Regions from separate parts of the Mus musculus genome. Here region 2 is linked to region 1. The links are chromatin contacts, called in public HiChIP or PLAC-seq maps. All regions are on one chromosome and are shown on one strand. Each heading gives the region's core, a stretch centred on a gene start, on an enhancer-like site or on the middle of the called end of the contact. The rest is flanking DNA. Distances are from core to core; before and after follow the strand shown.

Region 1 (5,475 bases), core at 1,558-4,057:
GCAGCACTCTACCCCTGAGCTACAGTGCGTTTCCTGGAAGAAGCTGGAGGACTTCTCACATCTCTTGCAATCTTTATTCTCTCCTCAGCAATGTAAGAGGAGGGAGGAGGAGGAGAGGGGTGGGGAGGAGCTGTGAGGAGCTCATTGTGGGGATTTGTATTCAGGTGCCAGGAAAAGCCCTTGTTTCTGAAACTATCTGTGCCATGCACTATTCCCTGAAATTTGAAAACTTCCAGCCGTGCAGGACTAGAATACACAGTGCATCGTGGTGGGGAAATCATGGCAGCAGGAGCAGAGGGAGCTGTTTACAATGAATCCATCACCAGGAAGCAGAGAGGCATGAACCCCGTATACTGTGTTCAGCTTGCTTTCCATTTTATTCTGTCCAGGACTCCAGCCCATGAAATACTAATGTCCCCACACAGAGTGGGTCTTCTCACCCCAATTAACCTAACCTAGATAATCCCTTACAGGCACACCCAGAGATTTCTCTCCATGATGAATCTAAATCCCATCAAGGGGACAATCAAAATTAACCAATTACAGCAAACGTGGACAAATATCTATCTGATATTTATCTGCCTCACTAGATTTCGTGCTTTATCAGATTAAAGTCTTTTTTATTTAGATATGTTTGAGACCACGTCTTACTTTGTTCTTCAGACTGGCCTCCAAATTTTGGTTGTTCAAAGGATCCTCGGCCTCTGAGGCTGGAGAGATTGCTGAGAGGTTAAGAACTCTGGCTGCTCTTCTGACCCAGGTGCAATTTCTAGCACCCATATGCTGGCTCAGAGCCATCTTTAACCCCAGTTCCAGAGGCTCTGTGTCCTTTGGCTTCCTTTGGCCCCAGTCAGGCACAAAATGCAGAGGCATAAACGGAGGCCAAACAGCCACACACATAAAATAACAATACATCCTATTTAAAAGATCCTCTATCTTAAACCTCCAGAGTATTGAGAACCATAGAACCCGGCATGGTGGCACAGAACAGTAATCTCAGCATTTCCAAGGCAGAGGCAGGAAGACTGATGCCAGTTCAAGGTCTGCTGTACTGCGGAGTGAGTTCCAGGCCTGTTATGACTGCAGAATGAGAGCCTGTCTCGAAAATGACAAAGAAAAAAAAATGAACATAGATGTTGAGGCTACTTGTTAAATCACTGTTTATGAGATACCTAGCCTGGCAAATGTTCATAAATGACTTTAGACAACTTGTTTAAACCATCCAGCACTACCATAGATGAGGACACAGGAAATGACTGCAAACAGGAATCTGCAGATGAGCAGAGAGCAAGCACATTTAAAGTGGGTGTATGTTTTACTGACATGTATGTCTCTACACCTCATGTGTGCAGTGACTGTGGGCCAAAAGACGATGTCAGGTCTCCTGAAACTGGAATTATAGACCGTTGTCGGGTGGCTTGTGGGCTCCAGGAATGGAATGTGGGTCCTCCGGAAGAGTAGTCAGTGTTCTTAAGCACTGAACCATCTCCCTAGACACTAAAGATGTCTGTTGCTGTTGTTTTTCAAGACAGAGTTTCTCTGTGTAACCCTGGCTATCCTGGAACTCACTCTGTAGATCAGGCTGGCCTGATTCAGAGATTTGCCTGCCTCTGCCTCCTGTGTGCTGGGACTAATGTTGTGTCCCACCATCACCTGGCTCTCTAAAAAAAGTTTTTTTAAGTATATTTCTTTTAAAATTCTATTTTGTTGTTTGCATTATAAGAATGTGTTGCTTGGGCTGGAGTGATAACTCAGCAGTTAAGAGCACCACTGACTGCTCTTCCAGAGGTACTGAGCTCAAATCCCAGCAACCATATGGTGGCTCACAATCATCTGTAACAAGACCTGATTCCCTCTTCCAGTGTCTGGTGACAGCTACAGTGTACTCACATATAATAAATAAAATAAACCTTAAAAAAAAAAAAAAGAATGTGTTGCTTGTGTGGTGTGGTGGTGCATGTCTTTAACCCCAGCACTCAAGAGGCAGAGGTAGGTGGATCTCTGTGATTGCAAGGCTAGCCTGGTCTACAGAGCGAGTTCTGTTAAACAGAAGAACCCTGTCTTGGAAAGAAAAAGAATATATATGTGGTGAATGAGACAAGAGTGTTTGTCTAGTGTGCATAGAACCACGATTTGATTGCTAGTACCACATAAATTGGAGACACAAGCCAGTAGTCCAGTAGGAAGATCAGAAACTCAAGGTCTTCCTGTTTGAGTAACAAAGTACCTTACTTCCTGGATTGGAGAGATGGCTCAGGGCTTGTTGCTCTCCCACAGGAACAGAGTTCAGTTTCCAACACCCACAGAGTTTGAAACGCTTGAAGCTCTAGCTCTAGGGCATCTGATGCCCTCATCTAGCCTCCAAGAGCACCTACACACAGGTGGCAGACACACATACACAAATAAAAATAGTAAATCTTTGATATTTTATTTCTTAAATAAATAAATAGCCCAACAGGGGCGTGGTGAGGCACCTGTAATCCCAAACACTCAGGAGGCAGCAGGTGCCCACATAGCAATATGGTTTCAAACACATAGAAATTCAGAAGAACAAACAAGAAATCAAAAACCTTGGTAAATTCAGAGGGCCCTGGATACAGCCAAGAAAGGGATTAGGATCAGGATGAAATGTGTTTGCTTCTAGATGGGCAAGTGCTGAAGAGAGTACATTTGTTTGTGAAGTGAGAAAGCAGCATCGGCAACGGAGAGGTTGGAAACACGAGCAGAGGATGCGACAAAGAGGCGCCCGGCCCCACGACCCTACATCATAAGCAGCGAAGGCGACGCAGCACCTGCCGGTCGCAACAGCTTCCGAAAAACGAGGCCAAGTGAACAAGAACGAGATCGCCGAGCCCCGCAGACTGCTGAGAAACAGAAGGGACTTGGGGGGGAATAAAGAGCTGGACTTGACTTCCGGCACTCTACCGGAACACACAGACAACGGCTGCTGTCGCCCGGTAGCCCCACCCCTAAGGCGGGGCTGCGCCGGAAGAGAAACAGTCCGCCGGAAAGGGAGGGGCCACGCTCGGGAAAATCTCGTGCGCCGCTCTCACGTCATCAGAGGGCGGAAGCGCAGACTGCAGGATGCGGTTCCAGGTTGCGTTGCTCCTGCTGAGTGTCGCGGTGGCGAGTAAGGACCCCCACCCCAGCCCAGCTCACTCTCCCCTTTAGGTTCCCCATTCCTCACCTTGGTGGGTCGCTACGGGAGCCGGCGTCTTTCTTGTCTGGCCCGACCCTGCTCTAGCCATCTCCGCTTTCCCATTCGGCCATCCCCGCTAGGCTCTCAGAAGTCAAGCCCGCTTCTCTTCTTCCGAGGACTTACTGTTTTTTGTTTTTTGTTTTTTCTGTTTGTTTCAGGAGCTCTGCCGTCCGTTTATAAGAGAGACGCCGACTCAGGTGACTCTCAGAATCCTCCGAATCAGCCTTCCAAACAGTCCTCCACTCCCCTGCCTTCTTCTAACCAGGTAAAGACTACAAGGCCGACCGACGGTCAGGGGCAGAAGTCAGATAAAAAAGACCAGGACAAGACGACTTTGGCAGCAGTTTCCAGTAAGGCGGAATCTGGGCCGCGGACCGCCGCGACCGATCACAGTTTGGGTGATTCCAGAAGGCAGCCCGAGAAAACGGATGCCGAGTTGAACGAAACTGCGCGGCCCCTCTCACCAGTCAACCCCAAACTGGAAAAGTCTGATCAGAGCTCCACAGAAGATTCAGGCAAGCCCACAGGAGGTAATTCTGGCAAGCCCACAGGAGGTGATTCTGGCAAGCCCACAGAAGCTGGTTCGAATAAGGCCACAGAAGATGATTCTGGCAAGTCCACGAAAGTTGATTTGGACAAGCCCACCTCCAAAATCTCCCCAGATACGGAGACTTCGAAGACTGACAAAGTCCAGCCAACTGAAAAAGGACAAAAACCAACACTTACTTCCAAAACTGAATCTGGGGAAACACTGGCAGGGGACTCTGACTTCTCTTTAAAGCCAGAGAAAGGAGATAAGTCTTCAGAGCCTACTGAAGACGTGGAAACCAAGGAGATTGAAGAGGGTGACACAGAGCCGGAAGAAGGCTCACCACTTGAAGAAGAGAATGAAAAGGTGCCGGGCCCTTCCTCCAGTGAGAACCAAGAGGGGACACTTACAGACTCTATGAAGAATGAGAAGGATGATCTTTATAAGGACAGTTCTGGAAACACCAGTGCAGAGAGCAGCCACTTCTTTGCATATCTAGTGACCGCTGCTGTTCTTGTTGCTGTCCTCTATATTGCTTACCACAACAAACGAAAGGTAAGAGGGGACTGGGATTTCCAGGACCCTAAGTTCTTTGTTCATGGACAGCTATCTGTCACTCATCTGCCTGTGAGCTTTGAGAATTTTAAGATCATCTTGTTTTTTCCATAGACCCTGCTGGGGCTTATAAAACTAAGTTTTGTAAATCAGGTGTTTTCATCATGTGACTTGTTTCCTCTCAGTTCTGCTGTAAAGTGCCAAGTTGGACGTGAGTCATGACCTGACCTAACTGTAATTCCCCTCCCCTAACTTGGAACTCAGATCATTCCCAGCCTCTTGATATGTAGACCTCTTCCCCCTTTTCCAGGCTTAAGATAGTTTACCATTTCTAGCTTCTATACCAACCATCTTCCATCTGGAGGCAGGAAGAATGTTTTCAGTTACATAGTTACTAACACCAAAAGTAGAAAGCCAACCAACAAGAGTTGAAATTGCACAAATGTACACATCTTTGGGGTTAAAGTGTTACCCATGAAACAACTTTAGAAACAACTCTATATGACAAAATTATTGTATTTCCTACTGAGCCATGAGATTTAGAAGACAATTTCAGTAACTTGACTTATTGAAGAGTTCAATTTGTGATAGCCTTTGGGCATAAAGAATGGAGAGTGTACATTCTTCATTTACATCTAAATGTCCATGTTGAGAGCAGTAAATTAGAGAAAAGTTGTTGAAACAATGTGTGGGCACAAAGCAAGTGTTTGTGGATAGGAAACAATCAGTAATTATCCCCACCCTGCTTAAACCTAGAACTCTGGCAAAAGAACTGGTAGACCTTTAACTCTAGCCCCACAGTTAAGCCATAAAGATTTCCACGGGCCTCAGCCTCCATCTCGTGGTCCTTTTTTTTTTTTTTTTTCAAGACAGGGTTTTTCTGTATAGCCCTGGCTGCCCTGGAACTCACTCTGTAGACCAGGCTGGCCTCGAACTCAGAAATCCGCCTCCCTCTGCCTCCCGAGTGCTAGGATTAAAGGCATCACCACCACCCTGCTCTCTTGGTCCCTATTAAGTAGTATAAAGGATTTTGTTATAACCAAACCCTTTTAAAATCTTTACAATTTATTACTTTTGTGGTGTTGGAGGTTGAACACAGGTGACCTGCATGCTAGACAGTTGTTCTACTATAGTGCTATATCACATATCACATGCTTGGCACAGCATTCGCCTAGTATCCACAATGCCACGA
Region 2 (5,475 bases), core at 1,929-4,428, 210 kb before region 1:
GAATTTGGCTATGTTATTTTACTTCATACTTTTTTGGATTTGGTTTTGTTTTGTTTTGTTTTGTTTTGTTTTGTTTTGTTTTGAGACAGGGTTTCTCTGTGTAGCCCTGGCTGTCCTGGAACTCACTCTGTAGACCAGGCTGGCCTCAAACTCAGAAATCCGCCTGCCCCTGCCTCCCAAGTGCTGGGATTAAAGGCGTGCGCCACCACTGCCCGACTACTTCATATTTTTGATTAACCTGGTATCCACTGTTTTCAGAAGAATGCAGCTGAGGTCTAGGAAGATGAAGGATCTGTCTCAGGTCCCAGGTTGCTGTCTGATGCACACAGGTCTGTTTCCCACTAGGGTGAGGAAGGGGGCTCATAGTTTGGGATCAAACAGGGGTGAAGTTCAATATGTGGCCACGTGGGGGCAGTAGATCAATGTAAGATAGAGAAACAACCCCTTGTCTTTGCCCTTAGGCTTTGGAAGCAACCTCAAAACAGGTGGGCCCACTTAACAGAGTTCCCTGGATAAGAGGCAACTGGGTTTCTGCAGGAGACCGCTTGGTTTCAGTGCCAACACTGCCATTTATCAGCTTGTGGTACCCTCCTGCTTTCTCTCTGACCTGGCTTTCTCGTTCTCCAGGGAACCTTGCAGTGATGGCTATGCAGAGCAAGTTGCAGCTTACAGGGACCATCAGAAGGAATTTGGAGAAGAGAGGTTCATTGTAACTAATTTAAAAAAACCAAACAGTTAGCCGGGTGGTGGTGGCACACGCCTTTAATCCCAGCACTCGGGAGGCAGAGGCAGGTGGATTTCTGAGTTCGAGGCCAGCCTGGTCTACAGAGTTAGTTCCAGGACAGCCAGGGCTACACAGAGAAACCCTGTCTCGAAAAACAAACAAACAAAACCAACAGCAAACAATAGTTCTAGAGATGGCTCAGCGGGTAAGGGCACTGACTGCTCTTCCAAAGGTCCTGAGTTCAAATCCCAGCAACCACATGGTGGCTCACAACCACCCATAATGAGATCTGACGCCCTCTTCTGGTGTGTCTGAAGTCAGCTACAGTGAATTTATGTATAATAAAAAATAAAAATAAAAAAGTAGTATACTTTAAAAAAAATAGTTCTACTCCAACTGAATTATCCAGAGAAAATCAGGATGGATAGGGGCAAGCTGAGGGCAGTTGCCCATTTGAAGTTATAAGGCTATAAAACATAAGCCTGCAGATGAAAGATGCTAGAACTCCAGAAGAAAGGACCTCTGGAGCAAGAGCCACTGAACTTGGCAATGACCCTTCCAGCCTTTCCCTCAAAAGGACCTAAGACTGCTTACATGGGCACTTACACGGGACACTGAGGATATGGCGATTACAAAGCATTTTGAAAATGATTGCACATAAACCCCTAGTTGATATTGCTAGTGAAAGGCAGGAGGTGGGGGGCTGAAGAGATGGCTCAGCAGTTAAGATGGTGTTCTCCTATTCCTGGGGACAGGACACAGCACCCACACAGGGTGGCTCACAACCATCTGGAACTCAAGCTGAGGGTATCTGTTATCTTCTTCTGACTTCAAGCACTGCACTAATGAGAACATAGAGAAATAATTGGGGGGAAGGGCCACAGGTGTGGTGGCACAGGCTTTTAATGCCAGCACTCAGGAGGCAGAGACAGGCAGATCTGAGTTTGAGGCCAATCCAATCTACATAGTGAGTTCCAGGATAGCCAGGGCTATGTAAAGAGAATCTGTCTCCAAAGATATCAAAGTAAATAAGTAATAAGGCTGGAGAGATAGCTTAGTGGCTAAAAGCACTGGCTGCTCTTGCAAAGGACCCAGGTTCAATTCCCAGCACATACGTGGTGGCTTGTAACTGTAGCTCCATTCTAAGGATCTGACACCTTCTTCTGGCCTCTGCAGGCATTAAGCATGCATGTGGTAGACAGACAGACAAATAGGCAACACACCCATGCACACAAAATAAAACTAAAATTTAAAGTATAAATAAGCCGGGCAGTGGTGGCACACTTGGAGGCAGAGGCAGGCAGATTTCTGAGTTTGAGGCCAGCCTGGTCTACAAAGTGAGTTCCAGGACAGCCAGAGCTATGCAGAGAAACCCTGTCTCGAAAAACCAACATCATCATCATCATCATCATCATAATGATGTATAAATAAATAGTAATTTTTAAATGCAAAGTTGGAGGCAGTTCTGGGGATAGAGCTCACTTTGTAAAATGTTTCATCTAGTATGTAAAAAGCCCTTGAGAAAATTCTGGAAGGAGAATGTCTTAGGGTTTCATTGCTATGAAGAGACACCATGACCAAGGCAACTCTTCTAAAAGAAAACATTTAATTGGAGCTGGCTTACAGTTTCAGAGGTTTGATCCATTATCATCAATCATGGTGGGGAACTTAACCACGTGCAGGCATACATGGTGCTGTAGGAACCCAGAGTTCTACGTTTCCACAGAAGGAGACTGTGTGCCACACTGGGTGTAGCTTGAGCATTTGTGAACTCAAAGCCCGCTATATCCTGTGACAGGTAGGGACTGAGGGATGCTGGGAGAACCTGGCAGCCAGGTCCACTTTGATATGTTAAATAGGTACCTCAGCCATTTGTCCTAGGTTTGAGACTTTACAGGCAATGGGAAGAGAAAGATTTAAGAAACAACAAAATCCTCCTAGGCAGGAACTTAGCCCAAGGAGACCGTGCTTGCCTAGTGTGTGAGATGCTCTGGGTTCAAACTCCAGTGCCACAAACAAGCAAGCAAACAAATGTCCCTTCTCCTCCCTTCCCCTCAGCCCCTGGAGCCTTTGTTTCATCTTTTACTTAGGTGCAAATGTGGACGCACATGAGTGTAGTGCCTGTGGATGCCAGAAGAGGGCAGCAGTTAACTGGGACTGAGGTTACAGGAGGCTAGGAACAGCCTGACATAGGTCCTGGGAACCACACTGGGGTCCTACACAAGAGCAGTGTTCAGTCTTAAGCATTGAGCAGTCAGCCCAGCCCTGATGTTGCTCTTTAGTGGTAGTTCAGTCTGGGCCTTATTTCTTCCCGGAGAGGAAAATAGGGCTGACCCACAGAGGATCTGAGTTCAAATTCTTAGACCCCACATAAAAAGCTATACACTGCTATGTGGGTAGCCTCAGTGCTGTGAGGGACAAACATGGGGGATTGTTATGGCTTGCTGGCAGCCAGTCTATCTCCAGGTTCAGTGAGAGGCCCTGTCTCTGGGAATAAGGCAGAGTGGTAGAGCAGGACACCAGATATGCTCTTCTGGCCCCCAGATACCTTTGCACACATATCCACATACATCACACATACAGGTCTCAATGAAAAGGGAATAGGGAGGTGTTGCGGCCGCCAGCAGCTCGTAACGTGAACGGTTCGACTGATATGGCTACTCAAGCTGTAAGAGAGGAATCTAGGGGGCGAAAGAAGAAACGGAGCTAAGACAAATTCATTCTGATCAAAACTCAAATTTTATTGTTGCGACACTAGTTATGAAGGAAGGGGGAGGGGACCCGATTCCCGCCGAATAATCTCTGATCCAGTAGAAAGGTGAGCACGTGTGTGGCTCCAAACAGCAAAGCGGCAGGTTCCAGCAGTGGGCGTGGCAGAACGAATGAGCAGGAAGCTCCACCCCTGAGCAAGCAGGTTTCAGGCTGGGGGAGGGGAGACTACAGGGAGGTGGGGACTTTAGCTTAGGAAAAGACATCTGCTGCCACTGTCAAGCCTGTCAGAGCCCCCAGCCTCCCATGGCTTTATAATCTTTCTGGTCAGTTTCTTAATCGAGGGCCCACCTTTCAAGAGAAGTCGTGTTGACCAATTAAAAAATCTTTTTTAGGCAGGGCATGGTAACACACAGCTTTAATTCCAGCACTTGGGAGAGAGAGGCAGGCAGATCTCTTAAGTTCAAGGTCAGCCTGGTCTATGTAGTGAGTTCCATAACAGGTTATGTAGAAAGATCTTGTTAAAATTAAGTAAATAAGTAAACAAATAAATAAACCAAAAAATGAGAAAAAAACAACAACAAAAATCTTTTCAGAAAATGGAAACACTCATCTGTCATCCCAGCACACCTGTCATGCCAGCACACCTGTCAGTCAGTCATCCTAGCACACCTGTCAGTCATCCTAGCACACCTGACAGTCATCCCAGCACACCTGTCAGTCATCCTAGCACACCTGTCATCCCAGCACACTTATCAGTCATCCCAGCACACCTGACATCCCAGCACACTTATCAGTCATCCCAGCACACCTGACATCCCAGCACACCTGACATCCCAGCACACCTGACATCCCAGCACACCTGACATCCCAGAGAGGGATAAGGTAAGGTGAGAGGACCATGAGTTCCAGGCCAGCCTTGACTACAGAGTGAGAACCATTCTCAAAACCCAAAAGGGGGGGAGGGGGTGGTGGTGAGAGACAAAAAAGGCTGAGCTGTGATGGCACACACCTTTAATCCCATCATGGGAGGTAGAGAACATGTGAGTCTGAGGCCAGCCTGGTCTACATAGAGTGTTCTAGGCCAGCCAAGGCTATATAATGAGGCCCAGTCTTTTTTTTTTTTTTTTTAAGATTTATTTATTTACTATATGTAAGTACACTGTAGCTGTCTTCAGACACTCCAGAAGAGGGCGTCAGATCTTGTTACAGATGGCTGTGAGCCACCATGTGGTTGCTGGGATTTGAACTCTGGACCTTCGGAAGAACAGTAGGGTGCTCTTACCCACTGAGCCATCTCACCAGCCCCCGAGGCCCAGTCTTGAAGGGGAAAAAAAAATGTGAAAAACTATCCTCTCAGGGTTTATTTCCGCATCACTTACCATGCTGTGCTCCGCTCGGCACCCTGCAGTCGCATGCCATGCCATGGGGTCTTCCCGATACACCTTTAAGGAAGGCATTGTGGTACCGTTTTACAGATGTGGAGAGTAGAGCTCAGAGGCCAGACATGACCTAAGGACAAGTGTCAAACCGATGCTTCCTCTAGAACCTCCCTGTGGATGGACTCTGGTGCTCAGGCTCAGAGCATCCCCAATGCTGTAAGTACCAGATGCCCACCAGAGAGTACCACACTAAGACTGTTAAAGCCAGGAAAAGCTCTTATAGCTGGCCGGTGACTGCACGGAGAACTTGCCCACATCCTGCAGCCCCAAGCCTTACATGCCGTGCCCTGTACATGTCTTTTACATATAAACACTATATTCTGGTTGTCACACTTCAGTTAGAAGGACACAGAACTACAAAAGCCAAAAAGCAAAGTTAGCACTTTCAGATACTTTTTATTTGGGGACTTTCCTGGAACTATGAACAGCTCGTCAGCTGTTGGAGCCTACATGCTGGGTTTTAAAGTCAGAATGGTACCTCTAACATGGTGTCAGTCACTCTATGGTCCGGGGTCCTGTTACCCATGACACCTCTTCCTTCATTAGGATCCCCACTTGCCCCTCCGCACCCCTTTCACTATTCTGATTCTGCTGACAGCC

Evidence for each region. HiChIP or PLAC-seq counts read pairs in DNA pulled down with a chosen protein or histone mark.
Region 2: a contact with region 1 is called in an H3K27ac HiChIP or PLAC-seq map of embryonic stem cells, with 18 read pairs. The contact joins the enhancer-like site here to the promoter of Tgoln1 in region 1. A contact is called at or near these places in 15 of 39 promoter capture datasets (the 3T3-L1 cell line, the C10 cell line, HPC-7-derived erythroid cells and 9 more), 3 of 15 datasets of contacts at CTCF or cohesin (embryonic stem cells and stem cell-derived epiblast-like cells), 24 of 484 Hi-C or Micro-C datasets (the C2C12 cell line, the HL-1 cell line, the MC3T3-E1 cell line and 10 more), 35 of 115 datasets of contacts at active chromatin or transcription factors (the HL-1 cell line, the NIH/3T3 cell line, the SCID.adh cell line and 23 more) and 4 of 9 other capture datasets (adipose tissue, embryonic stem cells, liver and 1 more).

Annotation. Positions count from the first base shown.
Region 1 is chr6:72,614,332-72,619,806 of GRCm38.p6, reverse strand. Tgoln1 (trans-golgi network protein) reads left to right here and starts at 2,807. Exons shown (of 4, transcript NM_009443.3): 1 at 2,807-3,130; 2 at 3,358-4,283. The coding sequence starts at 3,085.
Region 2 is chr6:72,826,449-72,831,923 of GRCm38.p6, reverse strand. No RefSeq gene overlaps it. Among named protein-coding and RNA genes, the nearest start is that of Tcf7l1, 40 kb to the right of the region's middle. Within about 2 kb of position 3,178, at least 8 of the 459 cell types and tissues checked have an H3K27ac peak or open chromatin away from gene starts, as enhancers often do. A contact at or near this core is called in differentiating embryonic stem cells and embryonic stem cells, where this site is marked.